2 separate regions of the Mus musculus genome follow, and region 2 is linked to region 1. The links are chromatin contacts, called in public Hi-C maps. All regions are on one chromosome and are shown on one strand. The core of a region is the stretch at or near the end of the contact, and the rest is flanking DNA. Distances in the headings are between cores, read along the strand shown.

What was found. Hi-C and Micro-C count contacts between places; a contact is called where the count stands out from the background.
Region 2: a contact with region 1 is called in a Hi-C map of liver, with 4 times the contacts expected there. The contact joins the enhancer-like site here to the promoter of Cnot10 in region 1. A contact is called at or near these places in 16 of 39 promoter capture datasets (the 3T3-L1 cell line, 3T3-L1-derived adipocytes, the C10 cell line and 7 more), 9 of 15 datasets of contacts at CTCF or cohesin (CD8 T cells, the G1E-ER4 cell line, the NIH/3T3 cell line and 5 more), 204 of 484 Hi-C or Micro-C datasets (the 63-12 cell line, the AML12 cell line, B cells and 102 more), 31 of 115 datasets of contacts at active chromatin or transcription factors (CD8 T cells, the HPC-7 cell line, PVALB interneurons and 22 more) and 4 of 9 other capture datasets (adipose tissue, embryonic stem cells, embryonic tail and 1 more).

What each region holds. Positions count from the first base shown.
Region 1 is chr9:114,636,177-114,643,915 of GRCm38.p6, forward strand. Cnot10 (CCR4-NOT transcription complex, subunit 10) reads right to left here and starts at 4,024. Exons shown (of 20, transcript NM_153585.5): 1 at 3,743-4,024. The coding sequence starts at 3,764. Gm51659 (a long non-coding RNA gene) reads left to right here. Exons shown (of 3, transcript XR_003948085.1): 2 at 981-1,070; 3 at 1,214-1,833.
Region 2 is chr9:114,712,903-114,720,641 of GRCm38.p6, forward strand. Dync1li1 (dynein cytoplasmic 1 light intermediate chain 1) reads left to right here. Exons shown (of 13, transcript NM_146229.2): 6 at 608-701; 7 at 2,192-2,327; 8 at 2,698-2,809; 9 at 4,961-5,020; 10 at 6,956-7,000; 11 at 7,647-7,739. Among named protein-coding and RNA genes, the nearest start is that of Cmtm6, 14 kb to the right of the region's middle. Within about 2 kb of position 3,924, at least 14 of the 459 cell types and tissues checked have an H3K27ac peak or open chromatin away from gene starts, as enhancers often do. A contact at or near this core is called in the N1E-115 cell line, hepatocytes, kidney and 2 more, where this site is marked.

The DNA of each region.
Region 1 (7,739 bases), core at 2,774-5,273:
TCTACAAAGTGAGTTCCAGGACAGCCAGGGCTATACAGAGAAACCCCTGTTTCAAAAAACCAAAAAAAAAAAAAAAAAAAAAAAAAGGGCTGAGAAGACGGTTCTGTGGGCACAAGTGCGTGCTCTGCAAGTGTGACAATGTGAGTTTGACTCTCCAGACCCACATCAAAGCTGGGAACAGCTGCACAGGCTGTAACCAACCAGGATGAAGACAGAAGGGTGCCAGGAGAACCCAACCAGGATAGAGACAGAAGGGTGCCAGGAGAACCCAACCAAGGCAGAGACAGAAGGGTGCCAGGAGAACCCAACCAAGGCGGAGACAGAAGGGTGCCAGGAGAACCCAACCAGGACGGAGACAGAAGGGTGCCAGGAGCTCAGTGCCCAGCTGGCCAGCATAGCAAAGAGTTTGCTTCTGGGTCACTGAAGGATCCTATATCAAGAGAATAAGACAGTAGATGTGTCCTTTCCTGGCCTCCATACAACTCATGTGCATGTACCACACACTCACAACACACATGGACACAACCCCCAAGAGACAGAGACAGATGAGAGAGAGAGAGAGAGAGAGAGAGAGAGAGAAATAAACACACTGTTATATTCTATAGTTCTAATCCCTCAAACAAGAGGAGTTGGAAAAAATGGGAGTCCACGAGTTCCAGAGACTAAAGCAAGGCACTGTCTGTCCTCGGAGCAGCTGAGCACAGTGGCACATGGAGGCTGGGACACTGAATTGAAGGCCCACTTTGAATACTAATAAGCACATGGCAAGCCCCACCTCCATTCTGCTCTTTGGCTTCTTTCTCTGTTTGGTTTTGTTGAGGCAGGTCTCAGTCTATCTCCCAGAAAGGCCTGGAATTCAATTTCCCAGATTGACCTTGTGGGTCCTTCTCCTGACTCAACTCCCAGGTGCTGGGATGGCAGGCGTGTGTCACCACAGCCTGCTGACTTCTGTTTGATCACTGGATCTCTCTCACACACAGGCATTCCTGCCTCCTGTCATGTATCACAGGGCTTCACCAAAGGCTGAAATGCTGCCATTTGCTCTTGGACACTTAGCATCCATTAACAAGGTAAATTGGGCGTAATGACACATATCTGTGACCCCAGCACCTCGGGAGGCTGAGGCGGGAGGCTGAGGCGGGAAGATCCGAGCTTAGGATCCTGCTGATCAATTGCCAAGGAGACACACAAGGACTCTGTTCCTCCCTTTTAGATGCCCTTGAACAACCGGAAGAAGAAAGCAGGAGGAAGCAACACAGACAAATCCTCTCCCCGTGTGCTACTTTCAAAAACTGCTTCCAGAGGCTGTTTTTCCAGAGGGGGCCATGGTGAGGCCCCTTAAAAAAACTCCCACAGGAAGTGATTGCCACGGCTTCTCAGAGCCCATGGTGGATCAAGAGCAGGGATGGAATACACTGTGTCTCCCCTTCACTTCCTGGACCCTGGGCTGGCACTTTCCAAATAAGTTTAACATGTCTCTTCTGCCTCTTTCACCACTACCATAAGAAACACTGGCTGGTGCTGTTTACTTGCGTGTGCGTGTGTCAGAGACAACCTGGAGAAGGCAGTTTTCTCTGCATGAGTCCTGGGGATGGACTCAGGTGTCAGGCTTGAAAGAAAACACCTTTACCCACTGAGTAAAGTGCTGATAAAGTACTACTCGGGTGGTAGTGGTGCTGGCAGCTGGGTCAGCACACGCTTTGATGCCAGCCTTCTGAGGTAGAGGCAGAGGCAGAGGCAGGTGGATTTCCTGCTTTTGAGGCCAACCTGGTCTACAGAGGGAGTTCAAGGACAGACAGGGGCAACACAGAGAAATCTTGTCTCGAAAAAAAACCTAAAAAAAAAAAAAAGAAAAGAAAACAAAACAAAACAAAAAGAAAAGTGTAAGAGAGCAACTACGAGGACCCAACAGCCAGAACCATGCCACTTAACCCAGCAGAGGTCCAGAGTGCAGGTCCTCAGAGGCAGGCTGTCTTACACTCACTTCATCATCTGAAGGATGCCTGCACAGTGTCTTTGTGAAGGAAGGAAGCAAGCAGTGAAGGAACGCCACGTGACTGAGGTGCAACTCAAGCCGGGCAGTCCTGGATCTGGTGAGACGCTTCCCGGGAAATGATTCCAGAAGCAGCACTGTTTTGATTAACAAGGACAGTCCCGGTCCCGTCTAGACCCGGGCAGGCAATTGGCACCCTTCTTGCATCCCACACCAACAGGATCACCCCTTCACTTTATTCAGATCTGTGCTCAATACTATCCCAGCAGGAGCTGGATCAGCAGGGGCTCGGTGGGTAAAGATACTTGCGCCCTGATGATTGGATTTGATCCTTGAAAGCCAAGACATGCAAATCACCTTGGTGCTCAGTGATTAAAAGCACACACTGCTCTTCAGAGGGCCTGAGTTTGATTCCCAGCACCCACAACTACCTGTAACTCCAGCTCTGCGTGACCCAACTCCTCGGACAGCATCTTCAGGCATTTGTCCTCACGTGCATACACCCAAAGTTAAAAATAACTTTAAAAAAGGAATCACCTCACAATAGATTTTCTCTGATCACCTAGCTAAAATTCTATGGCAGTGGGTATAATGGCACACAACTTTAATTTAGCACTCAGGAGGCTTTATGTCTAGTGAGTTTGAGAATAGCCTGGTCTATATAGCGAGCTCCAGGACAGCCAAGGCTACATACATAGTGAGACCCTGCCTCAATCAATCAATCAATCAATCAACCAATCAATTCCGCCCCACTCTCTAAACATTACTTTCTTCAAAGAAATATAGCAGACTTTCCAGGTAATAAATGGGCTCTCATAATTCCCTAATGGGAAAAATTCCTGATGGAGTACCACAGAAAACCACAGAAATTAAGAACTTTATCTTGGGACTGGAGAGATAACTCAGCGGTTAAGAGCACTGACTACACTTCCGTAGGTCCTGAGTTCAAAATCCCAGCAACCACATGGTGGCTCACAACCATCCTTAATGAGATCTGATGCCCTCTTCTGGGGTGTCTGAAAAACAGCTACAGTGTACATACATATAATGAATAAATAAATAAATAACTTAAAAAAAAAAAGAACTTAATCTTGGGGCTGGAAAGGTGATGGCTCAGCGGTTAACAGCACTCGCTGCTCTTGCCGAGGACCAAGACTGGGTTCCCAGCACCCACAAGTGGTGGCCCACAACTGTGTAACTCCAGCTCCAGTAGACGCAATGTCCTCTTCTAGTCTCGGCAGGCACCTGCACTCACACACATAATTAAGACTTTTAAAAAGGAATCTCGAGGAGCTCGGGAAAAATCAGATGAGGAACAAGGTAAGTGAGAGCAGGCAGGAGACACAGTGAAACGTCACGCCTCTTTAGACAGTTTTCAGAATGACTCCACTGGACACGCTGACCAGAGGGAACTTTTTCAGTGGCTGAGCCTGGGGGGGCCTTACGGCAACCGTGCGTGCTCGGATAGACTTTCCCTTAAAGCGTCTGGACAGCGGCGTGACAAATTCAAGCTTCCTGCGCCAGAATTAACTTGGAGAGCAAGGCAAATGCAGTGCAATCAAGATGGGGTGCAGTAGAATCAAGATGTGTCACAGCAGAAAATCCACTGGACTCACAGTAGAGACAGCTGAGAAGAGTGAAGGGCACAAGTACCCAAGCGAAGTCAAGTGGCCCTCGGGTCCCCCACGCGGGCCCTGCCGTCCCCGCGCGCAGTGTGTCAGCCCCTGGGTCGCGGCGCGGGCGCCTCACCTGCAGGCTTGTCTGCAGCCATCTTCCCGCCTCGGCTCGAGTTCCTCCCTGTAGGTGGCGTGGCCCCGACTCCCGCCGCCGGGCTGGTGGTGAGTCCTACCGGCGGGGGACAACTCTTCAGCTCAAGCCCGCTCCAGTCGCCTCGGCTAAGGTCCTGGGCGGGCCACGGGCTGAGGAAGTGACGAAGTTACTGCTCGTCGTCTAGCAACAGCGCCAACACATCCGCCGGTGCAGGGCTGTTTTCCCCGCCATCCACAGCTTCCGTCCCGTAGCGGCCAAGGGAGACGCTACTTCCGGGGCGGGGCCAGCTGGGCGTGGGAATTAGGGCTGGCCTCGGCCCCGGAAGCGCGTCCTTCTGCAAACCCGGAAGTACACTAGTGTAGGTCCTGAGTGAAACACAGAAGGGGAAGGACTTTTTGTTCCGCATTTCAGCAAAATGGCAGGCACCACACCTGAGGTTTATGTGCTAAGCTCTGAGTCTCATAGGGGCTGTTTTTCCATAACAATGAGGATGAGAGAAGTGTTGTTAGAGGAGGCCACCTCCCCCAGAAAAAAGGCTTTTTTTTTTTTCAAAGTTTCAGAGCTGTTTTGTTATTTGTAGCCAAGTTGAAAAAGCCATTCAGACTGCATTATGCATGCGGTTTCTCTGATTGCGAGTCATGCAACCATTAACTTACTATGGTAGGTCGGTCTAAGACAAAAGCTTGATGCATCACGATTACTAAGCACAATGATTTAGATTCAAGTTCAAATCCTCTGCAAAAACAATACCCACTCTTCAACTACCCAGCTCCCAACTATCTCATCTCTAGCCCATATCGTGACAAATTTTTGTTTGTTTGTTTGTTTAATTTTTTGAGACAGAATCTCACTATGTATCCCTATCTGGCAGTCTTTGTGGCAAAGGCTTTAACCCTGAACTGGTTCTGGTTTTGCTCAATGACCATAGCCTTGGGTTCCAGAAGCACCTACTCCATTCTTCCTTTCCCTTCTAGAGAACAAACAGCATTTATAATAACAGAGGTTCATTTCACGGAGAGAAACAGACATTAAAAGCATTTGTGTTAGACTTTTTGCTTCTGTGATAAATACCCTAGAGGAGAATTTAAATGAGGAAGGATGGATTTTTTGCCTCGTGTATCAGAGTTTTCAGTCCCAGGTCACTTGGTTCCATTGTTTTTGGACCATTAGTGAAGCAGTGCATTGTGCCAGGGCACAAGTGACAGAGTAAAGTTGTTGCCTTCCTGGTGCTAGAAGCAGAGGAAGCTGGGAGAAGAAATAGTCTCCAAGGGCACATGCAACTGAGATACTTAGCCCCACTGGGCCGCACCTCCTTAATTTCCATTACTTCCTAATGATGCACCAAATTACGAATCTGCAAGTGGATGAATCCAAGGATAGCTCCAAACTGTTGGAATCCTATTATCACTCTCAAGGACTGGGGGCCGGGCCTCCTATATGCAGGCTTTTGAGGGAGAGGAACTTCATATATAAATGACAACAGCACTGAATTGTAAAGTGACCCAAATGGTGCTTTGATGGGAGCATAGTTAAGTATGTAAATAAATAAATCACATGGAGCTATTTATTTGGTTTACATTTTTCTATTTTCTGTGTAGCTTACCTTAGAGATCTGCCTGTTTCTGCCTCCCGAGTGTTGGATTAAAGGCTGCACCATCACACCAGGTACTCCTCATAAGACTTTGAAATTTTTATTTTTATTTTAAAAAATAAGCCAATTACCAGCAGAATAGATCAGAGGGTAAATGCCTGCCACTAAGCCTGATGACCTGAATTTGATTTGCAGAAGTTAAATGGTAGTAGGAAAGAAATGGCTTCCACAGGATTCAATAGATTTCAAAATCAGATTTCTATTCTAAGGCCAATCAGGGATATAAGCAAGATCAGACTCTGCCTGAAGAAAAAAGTCATGAAATATTTTATTAAAATATTTACAGTGGTTCCTGGTTTTAAAGCTAGTCCTTTGCTGGTGTAAATCTTGAGCAAAAAATTTAGAGGTCAGATGTACACATGCATAATATTCCAGCCTCAGCTGGTAGAGGCAGGAGAATTTTGAATTTGAGAGCAAACTAGACTGGAAACAAGATCTTATCTCAAGTTTAATTTAATTTTATTTATTTATTATTTTTTAAAGATTTATTTATTTATTATTTTTTAAAGATTTATTTATTTATTATATATTAAGTACGCTGTCGCTTTCTTCAGACACACCAGAAGAGGGCATCGGATCCCATTACAGATGGTTGTGAGCCACCATGTGGTTGCTGGGAATTGAACTGGGAAACTCTGAAAGAGCAGTCAGTGCTCTTACCCGCTGAGCCATCTCTCCAGTCCCAGTTATTGTTAATCTTACAGTTTAAAGACATTGCTATGGAAATCATTCTTGAGCATCTACAGAGCTAAGGGCCATTTGTTAAGATACAAACAATGGAGAGGATTTTAGCTGTATGACAACATCATCATTAAAATTTTATTGTAGGGATGGCAAGATGCCTCCGAGGGTAAGAGCACTGACTGCTCTTCCGAAGGTCCTGAGTTCAAATCCCAGCAACCACATGGTCGCTCAAAACCATCTGTAATGAGATCTGATGCCTCTTTCTGGTGTGTCTGAAGACAGCTACAGTGTACTTATATATAATAAATAAATAAAACTTTAAAAATAAATTTAAGGCTGGGTGTGGTGGTGCACGCCTTTAATCTCAGCACTCCGGAGGCAGAGGCAGGCGGATTTCTGAGTTCAAGGCCAGCCTGGTCTACAAAGTGAGTTCCAGGACAGCCAGGGCTACACAGAGAAACCCTGTCTCGAAAAACCAATAAACAAACAAACAAACAAACATAAATGTAAAAAAGAGAGTGAGAGAGGGAGGGAGGGAAGGAGGAAGAGAAAGGGAAGGGGAGGGAAGGGAAGGAAAGGGAAGGGAAGGGAAGGGAAGGGAAGGGAAGGGAAGGGAAGGGAATGAAAGGAAAAAGAAAAAAACATATAAGGCTTGGGGAAATGGCTTATTTACCATCAAGCCTGATGACCCGAGTTGAGTCCCTGGCATCCACATTGTAGAAGGAGAGGACTCATGAAAATTGTTCTCTAACCTTCACAAGTGCAATGTGACATGGGTACATGTGGCATGTACATGTACATGCAATGTGGCATGTACACATGTTCTCTCTCTCTCTCTCTCTTTCTCTCTCTCTCTCTCTCTCTCAAAATCTATATATAAACTAGCAGAATGTTTGGTGTTATGTGTCTTTAATCCCAGTATTTGGAAAGTAGTGGTCCAGAGGATCAATATGACTTCCAGAAAAGCCTAGGTGAAGAGTGACACCCTGTCTCGGAAGACCCAAGGCGTCACACGCTTCTCATGACAGTACTTGGAAGGAAGGCAGAGAAGCCGGAGGACCAGACATCTAAAGACAACCATGGCTACATAGCCAGCTCAGGGCCAGCTTGGTAAGATATGTGAAACCCTGTGACAAACAACAGCAATGAAAACAAAAAGTCAAACAAGGGGGGGGGTGTATAGAGCAGGGACTGGATAGATGGCTGAGTGGCCACTGGTGCCTGCTTCTCTTTCAGAGAACGTGAGTCCAGTTCTCAGTACCCAGGTCAAGTAACTAGCTTGTAACTAGTTCCAGCAGATCCCATTTCATTTTCTGGCCTCCATGGGCACCTCTACTCACTGACATTATCACTTGTGCACAAAGAAAGAGAGAGAAAAGACAATCAAACAGGCTGCCTCCACTTTCCAAGTTCCGGCGCTACAGGCGTGCACCACTCTACCTGGTATATGTGGTGTTGGGATCGAATCCAGGCCTTCACGCACGTTGGGCAAGCATCCCACCAATAAAGCTATATCATCAGCCACAGTGTATTTAGCCTTGTAACTCATCTCTTTCACATACTGTGCAGGGATGTCAGTGAAGGATTCTGGTTGAAGAAAAGGCAGATGCAAGTGCCTTTTAGATGAATTAAACATGATTT
Region 2 (7,739 bases), core at 2,674-5,173, 77 kb after region 1:
CTCTAGTAAACTGCCATACCTTACCAAATAGTCCAGGCAGTCAGCAGTACAATGTGGTGTCTTTGATCATTTGAGATATTGCTCAGTGTTCTATAAAATGAGCAAGCAGATGTTTGTGCTTATATAGGAAGACTGTTCTATAATGTGTGTATAACAAATCTGTATATGACATTTGACCCCAGACTAATGTTGCATAGAATAATTAACAGTATAAATGCTTATCTTTTTATATTCTACATCTTCAGTTTGGAAGGGTTGCAGTGAAGATTACATGGATGTCATCGTATTGTCCTCAGTGTGTCTCTGCAGCAAGGCAGAGCTGCTCCTACACACGTGGGGGCCTTTGACAGCCAGCCTCTCGATGTTATGGTGGGGCCAGGTGGAAGGGAGAGTTCTACCATGTTCTGTAGAGCTGGCATGGGTTGGAAGGCCAGCACTGTCCAGGATGTTGATATTGCAGGTCCTGCTCGGCTGTTGTCATACTGGTGACTTGTTACGTTCTGCTGTCAACAGCTGAAGTGTTTGGTTGTTTACATCGTCCTATTGGACTGCAGTGTTTAAATTCAAGCTGCTGTAATGCCATCCAATGACTGCTTTATCTCCACAGTGTGATGCCATTAGTGTATTGGAGAAAGAGCATGACTACAGAGATGAACACTTCGATTTTATCCAGTCTCACATCCGCAAGTTCTGTTTACAGTGTATCCTTTAACAGAGCGCCCTACCAAGCAAAACAGTTACGATGGACTTACAGGAATTCTGTGACCCTGGTTCTACCCCTCCCGTTTGCCAGGTCACTCATGCGTGGCGTTCTAGGTTTGTTCTGTTCTCTCTCTGCTCTTTTGAAACTTGGTAGATGGAGATGGGGGTAAAGGGAGAAAACAGATTTATTCAAGCCCAGTTCTGAAGAGATTTTCTCTCTCAAATCTTCACTTTGGGAGAAGGACTCAGGGGTACACAGGGCTTATGGGACACATAGGCATCCAGTGAGAGAATGAGCAAGAAACTCCCAGACTGAGTGGAGGCTGGCTTGTTTTTCTCTGGAGTTTTGGTGTGTGGGTGTTTTCTTTTGAGACAGACTGTGTAGCTTAGTCTAGCCTAGAACCTCCTGTTTCTGCCTCCCCAAGGATTGGGATTCTAGGCTGCACCTCTACACTGAGCTCTGGGTAGGACCTTTTCAGAGTGGACATCTCCCTTTTGAAAACCATCGGGGTTAGCATCTACATTTATTTTTTAAACAGACACATTGTTGTTTTGAAGTCAGTTCATATGAGTTGAAGAGAAGAGAGGCATTACAGAAGTCTCTTTTTGTTTATAGTAGCACACTAAGGGATGGGTCGCTAAACATTTGGGGAGCAGATTGGGAGGAGGGGTACAAGTAACGGCCCTTGGCTGCTCTGTTAAAGTGTGAGGGCAAGGATTTAAATATTAATATTAATTTGCCATGTTTAAAGAATCGTGCTTAAGAAAAAGGATTATCAGGTTGTGATGGTTTGAATGAACCTGTCCCACAAACTCATGTGTTTGAACTCTTGGCTCCCAGTTGGCCGTGCTGCAGCATGAGGGTTAGATGGCATGGCCATGTTGGAGGGCATGTGTCACTCACTGGAGATGGCCTTTTGCAGGGTACAACCTGTAAGCTAAACACTTAGAGATTGACACAGGAGGCCCCTTTTAAATTACTATTTCGAATCTCTCTAAGGGTTTGTTAGTTTATATTGGCAATAAACTTAGTGGTTTTTAAAAAAAAAAAAAAATAAATAAATAAATTACTATTTCATTTTTCAAGGCATTGTTTCTTTATATGGCCCTGCTGTTCTGGAACTTGCTCTGTAGACCAGGCTGGTCTCGAACTCAGAGATCCATCTGTCTCTGCCTCCCACGTGCTGGGACTAAAGGCGTGCGCCACCCCTGCCTGGCTGGGAGTCTTTTTTGGAGACAGGATCACGTGTACCACAGCCTAGCCTCACTCACACTCTGTCTGCTGAAGTTGATGTTGAACTTGTGATCCTCCTGCTTCTCCCTGCCGAGTGCTGGGCGACTAAGAACTTCTGGCTAACTATGTCATCACATTACACACCCTGGATGCTTCCTCCTAAGCACCGTGCATATATACACGCATGTCACGCTGAAAATGTGGTCTCTGATGCCTTTATGAGTTTCATACTGTTTTCCTTAATTAGATGGTTAGATGGCGCAGCGCTGATTTACACTTCAGTAAAAGAGAACAAGAACATAGACTTAGTTTATAAATACATCGTCCAGAAGCTGTACGGGTTCCCGTACAAGATCCCTGCGGTGGTGGTGGAGAAGGACGCAGTGTTTATGTGAGTGCTCAAAGTGTAGTCCATCCTGCATTGCTGCTCAGTGTCTGCCTTTGCCCTTGAGATGGCACTGGACACCTGGGGCATGGGGATGGTTTGTTGCTCAGCTGTTACAGTAAATGATGACCAAATATGGAATGTGGGCTTGGTTTTACATTATTTCAGGGGGGGGGGCTGGTAGAGAGCTTCCCCAGCTAGCATGCTGCTCTCTGGGGCTGTGGCTCAGTGGTAGGACACCCCACAGCATGCAGAGAGGAGCCGTAAGCGCTGTACCTAGTGCTCTGCTCCCTCAGCTCCCAAAACAATGATCTATGGGTTAAATGGAAAAGTGATGCTGTAAATGTCTGATAGTTTTATGTGCATTTCTCTCCAGTCCAGCAGGGTGGGATAATGATAAGAAAATAGGAATATTACATGAAAATTTTCAGACTTTGAAAGTAGAAGATAATTTTGAAGACATCATAACCAAACCTCCTGTCAGAAAGGTAAGTCTTAAAATGGCCTTAATATCTAGACTTAAGCTAAGAGGAGGGCAGTCTGTGATGTAAAGGGCACAGGGAGAAGACGTTCTCATCGCTGTCAGAAGAGTTGCTCAGTGGCTCTCACACACACCTGTCCCAGCAAACATCAGGCGACTACTCAGTCCCCAGCCTTGGGCCTTGCACGTCCATCTTTGCAGACACTAGCACTGACTCCATTCCTAACACACTTTGGAAACCACAGCGTAGCATGAGTGAGCATGGAGACCCTGAGCAGTTAGAATGGATGGAAGCTGTGGACTTGAGAGACTACAGCTTTTCCCAGAGCAAGAAAGCATCACAAGAGTTTTCTCCTCTCTCCCATCGAGCCTTATTGTGGATCTTGACCGTAGTCGCTGGTCACCTGTATTGGCTCATAGCCATCTAAAACATTCTCATTTTGCTTTAGTCTTGGCTAAGGTTTTATGACTGTTAAATAAGGTTCTTATGTGTGTATTATGACTTTGTATTAAGCTGCATATACATAATGTTCACTAGATAAATACAGATATAGCTGTTTCTGAAAGTGACATGAGTATTTATGTGTAATCCTTCTCAGAGACTTAGCCCAGCATTTTCAGAAAGAATAATCCTGATGTAGTAGATATGGTGAGTCTTGTTGAACTGAAGTGTTTGCACTGTCGGCGTCTGTCTTCTGCGTGGGGGTTGTCAGTGGCGAGGAAAGCTAGCTCAGTGACAAGTCAGTCAGCGTGCTAGTTTGTTTAGATAGCTAGTAAAGAAATACATACTTCAAAAAGAGGAAACCGTACAAAAATGTTGCCCTCCCCTTTTACTTGTGTAGGCTTGTGTGTTGGTGTTGTGTATGTACACAGGAGCACAGTAGCCTTCAGAGCTCAGGAGAGGCCACTGGATCCTCTGGAGCTGAGTTACAGGGAGCTGTGAGCTCCACAATGCTGGTGTTGGAAACCATACTCAGGTCCTTTGCAAGATCCATGCACATTCTTAACAGCTGAGCCATCTCCGGTCCCCGCTCTTCCCAGCCAGATTAAGCTTTACGGTGCCCTTTCTTTCATTCGTTGCACTTAGCACTTTGTTCGGGTACAAAGTGCCAGCTAGGAAGGAGGAGGCTGTGCGTACAGTAATACGCTGACCCATAGCTGGGCCTGCTGCTACGCCCCTATGACCCCGGCCCTTTGGAAGAACAGCTGGGAGGCTCGCCACGTGTTTGAGGTCAGACATAATGAGTTCCAAGCCAGCCTGGACTGCAGAGTGAGATCCTATCTTAAAACAATGACACAAGCTCTAATTCATAGGTCATCCGTCAAGTGGTAGTGAATTTTCAGCTGTGGAAATAAGCAGGATGTGGAGGCAGACTAAGAAGATGGGGCCCTAGGGCAGCTTTTATAGGAGTGGCCACTCTGAGAGGAAGGGGAGTGTCAGAGCCGGGCTGCGGGCTGGGCTGCGACTTAGTGGTACCACTCTTGTAGTGTGTGAAGTTCCAGGTCCCCCTCCCCCCAGTAGCACACAAAGAGAAGAGACTGTTGTGAAGGGGAAGGTCTGAAAGTGTGCGTGCTCCAGTGAAGGAGTCCATAGAAGACAGACGCTGACGAGAGCTGAGAGGGGGCTGGCGGGGAGGTGAGGGGCTGAGTTACGACCCTGGGGGCTTTTTCTAGGCTGCAGTGAGATGGGCACCGATTGTGGAATTGGAACAGAGGATTGCTGTAAAGTGACTTAACCTTTGAGAGGCTCACAGCCCTTCTAGGGGAAGTGAACCGCTCATCTGTGTGGTGCTTGCCCTTTCTTCTTACGCAGCTGGTAGAAGAGCATTTTGTTTTTATTTCAGGGGAACCAGGGACATGTGGCATTCACTGAGATATTCCTAACTCATTTAGAACACTCCATTGCTGGATACCAAATCGAATAGGCGTGGCTGAAAGTCCTGTGGCTCTAGGGTTGAGTGTTCAATGAGTGATCATGAGTAGCTTTCAATGTAAAGCTAATAAAATCACGCAGCCACACTAGGGTGTGGCTTACATCTGTAGTGGTGAAGTTCTAGTTCTCGAACTGTCCTTCGTTAGTCTAAGCCATACCTTCAGGGATTGGAGGTGTTAGAAAATGTGTTCAGTGCACTCATGGCTTCCATCTTACTCCTTTCAGTTCGTGCATGAGAAGGAGATCATGGCAGAAGATGACCAAGTGTTTCTGATGAAGCTACAGGTAGGAAGCTACATTACAGGCAGTTTTAGTGGGATTCAGTGTGCAAAGATGCTTACAATTGCCTTCAAGCCCTATGATACTTATATAACTATCATATACTTACATTTTTATTACATATGCATCTGTTTGGTGTGTTTGAGGTGAGAGTGAAATGTGCATGTAAGCCACAGCTCCTGTATTGTCCTCAGGCCACCAGGAAAGATGACAAATGTCTACCCCTTTAACCATCATGCCAAGATGGCTTTTAACTGTTAAACAATTAAATCAGTTATATTTTAGATTTAGTTCATGTGTATGAATGTTTAACCATGTGTGTGCCTGGTGCCCAAAATGGTCAGAAGGGAGCTGTAGGCTCTCCTAGAACTGAGTTTGGATGGCTGTGAGCTCTGTATAGGTGCTGGGGATTGAACACAGGTCCTCTGGAGGAGCAAGCAGTGCTCCTAACTGCTGAGCCTTCTCTCCAGTCCCTAATTTATTTACTTTGTTGACACAAAGTCTCACTGTGTAGCCCGGGCTGGCCTGCAACTCATTATGTAGCCCAGGCTGGCCTGGAACTCACCTGTTTCTTCCTCTTCGGTGCTGGAGTTGAAAGTGTTCAGCACCATGCTTGGTCCATGGTGGCTTTTGTTTTTGTTTTTTTTTTTTTTAATTATAAAGTATTCAAGTGCCCTCTGTTGTTGTGTTTTCCACTTTTTAAAAGATTTACTTATTTATTTTATTTATATGAGTATACTGTAGCTATCAGACACACTAGAAGAGGGCAATCAGACACCATTACAGATGGTTGTAAGCTACCATGTGATTGCTGGGAATTGAACTCAGGACCTCTAGAAGAGCAGCCAGTGCTCTTACCCACTGAGTCATCTCTCCAGTCCCCATGGTGACTTTTTTTTTTTGTTTGTTTGTTTTTTGAGACAGGGTTTCTCTGTATAGCTCTGGCTGTCCTGGAACTCATTTTGTAGACCAGGCTGGCCTCGAACTCAGAAATCTGCCTGCCTCTGCCTCCCAAGTGCTGGGATTAAAGGTGTGCGCCACCACGCCCGGCTCCATGGTGACTTTTTAAGCTAATGTACATATATATGTAAAAGTTAAGCTGTGGTTGGGTGGTGGTGGTGTATGCCTTAAATCTGAATACTTGGGAGGCAGATGGGTCTCTTCAGTTCAAGATCAGCCTGGTCTACAGAGTGAGTTTCAGAACAATCAGGGCTATACAGAGAATAGTATTAATTCAATTTTAAAATTACGTATTAATTTCAATTTTCTTTAGATTCATTTTATTTTATGTGTATGAATGTTCGCCTGTGCCGTACGGTGGAGGTGCACGCCTTTAATCCCAGCACTTGGGAGGCAGAGGCAGGCAGATTTCTGAGTTTGAGGTCAGCCTTTTCTACAAAGTGAATTCCAGGCCAGCCAGGCCTATATAGAGAAACCCTGTCTTGAAAAACAAAACAAAACAAAAGAAAAGTAAAAACAGAAAAAAAGAATGTTCGCCTGAATACATGAATGAGTACCATTTGTGTGCCTGGTGCCCAAGGGGATCAGAAGAGGACTGTAAGATCTCCTAGAACTGGAGTTTGGATGGTTGTGGAGTACCTACCCTGTGGGTGCTGGGAATCGAACCCAGGTCTTCTGGAAGAGCAAGCAGTGCTCCTGACTGCTGTCTTCGGAAAAAAAATGTTGGTTTTTTTGTTTTGTTTTGTTTTTGTTTTTTCGAGACAGGGTTTCTCTGTGTAGCCCTGGCTGTCCTGGAACTCACTCTGTAGACCAGGCTGGCCTCGAACTCAGAAATCTGCCTGCCTCTGCCTCCCGAGTGCTGGAATTAAAGGCGTGCGCCACCATGCCTGGCGGAAAAAAAAAATGTTAAGCTGTATATATTTTCTTTAAAAAGACAGTAATGCAGACTATGAATGTCTAAACTATAATTTTTTCCCCCAGTCTCTTTTAGCAAAGCAACCTCCAACTGCAGCTGGAAGGCCTGTGGTCAGTATTATATAAATGTTGACAAAACTATTAATGTTCAATATATGCTGTTGTAGTTCTCTTAATCACACACACACACACACACACGCACACACACGCACACACACACACACACACACACACACACACACACACACACACATGGGCATGCTTCAGTATAAACTTCCTTCAGTTGATCTTCTGGAATTGTGAGATGTTTTAGAGAATCCGTCCTCCTTTTTAGAACATTGAAATCATGTAAAGCTCTCCTCCTCGGTGTTTATAGCAGTCACTGCACAAGCCCTCAGGGCAGTCTTAGAAAGATTGCTGTTGCATAGTAGTGCCATCCTGTCGCTGGGTCATGAGGACTTGGGAGGACATGACCTCCTGAGATCGGACAGCCGGACCAGCTCTGACTCTCCAGCTTGTGCCTAGAGCTCCCCTCATCACCCAGTGTGCCACTGCTTTCCCACCAGTGCAGTAACTGGTGTCTGAGTGGACTGGGCCTGTGTGTTCTCTAGTGTGAGGGCAGGAGTATCAGCACTCATCAGTGAGTTGAGTGGTGGTGGGAAGCCCGTTTTGGGGGGATGGGGGAGCGGTGTCAGAGTATTTGAATGTTTTGAGGGTTTTAAGGTGTAGTATGTTTGCTTTTCCCATTTTTACCTAGGATGCATCACCAAGAGTCCCTGGAGGCTCCCCTCGAACACCAAACAGATCTGTGTCATCCAATGTTGCCAGTGTGTCCCCCATCCCTGCTGGA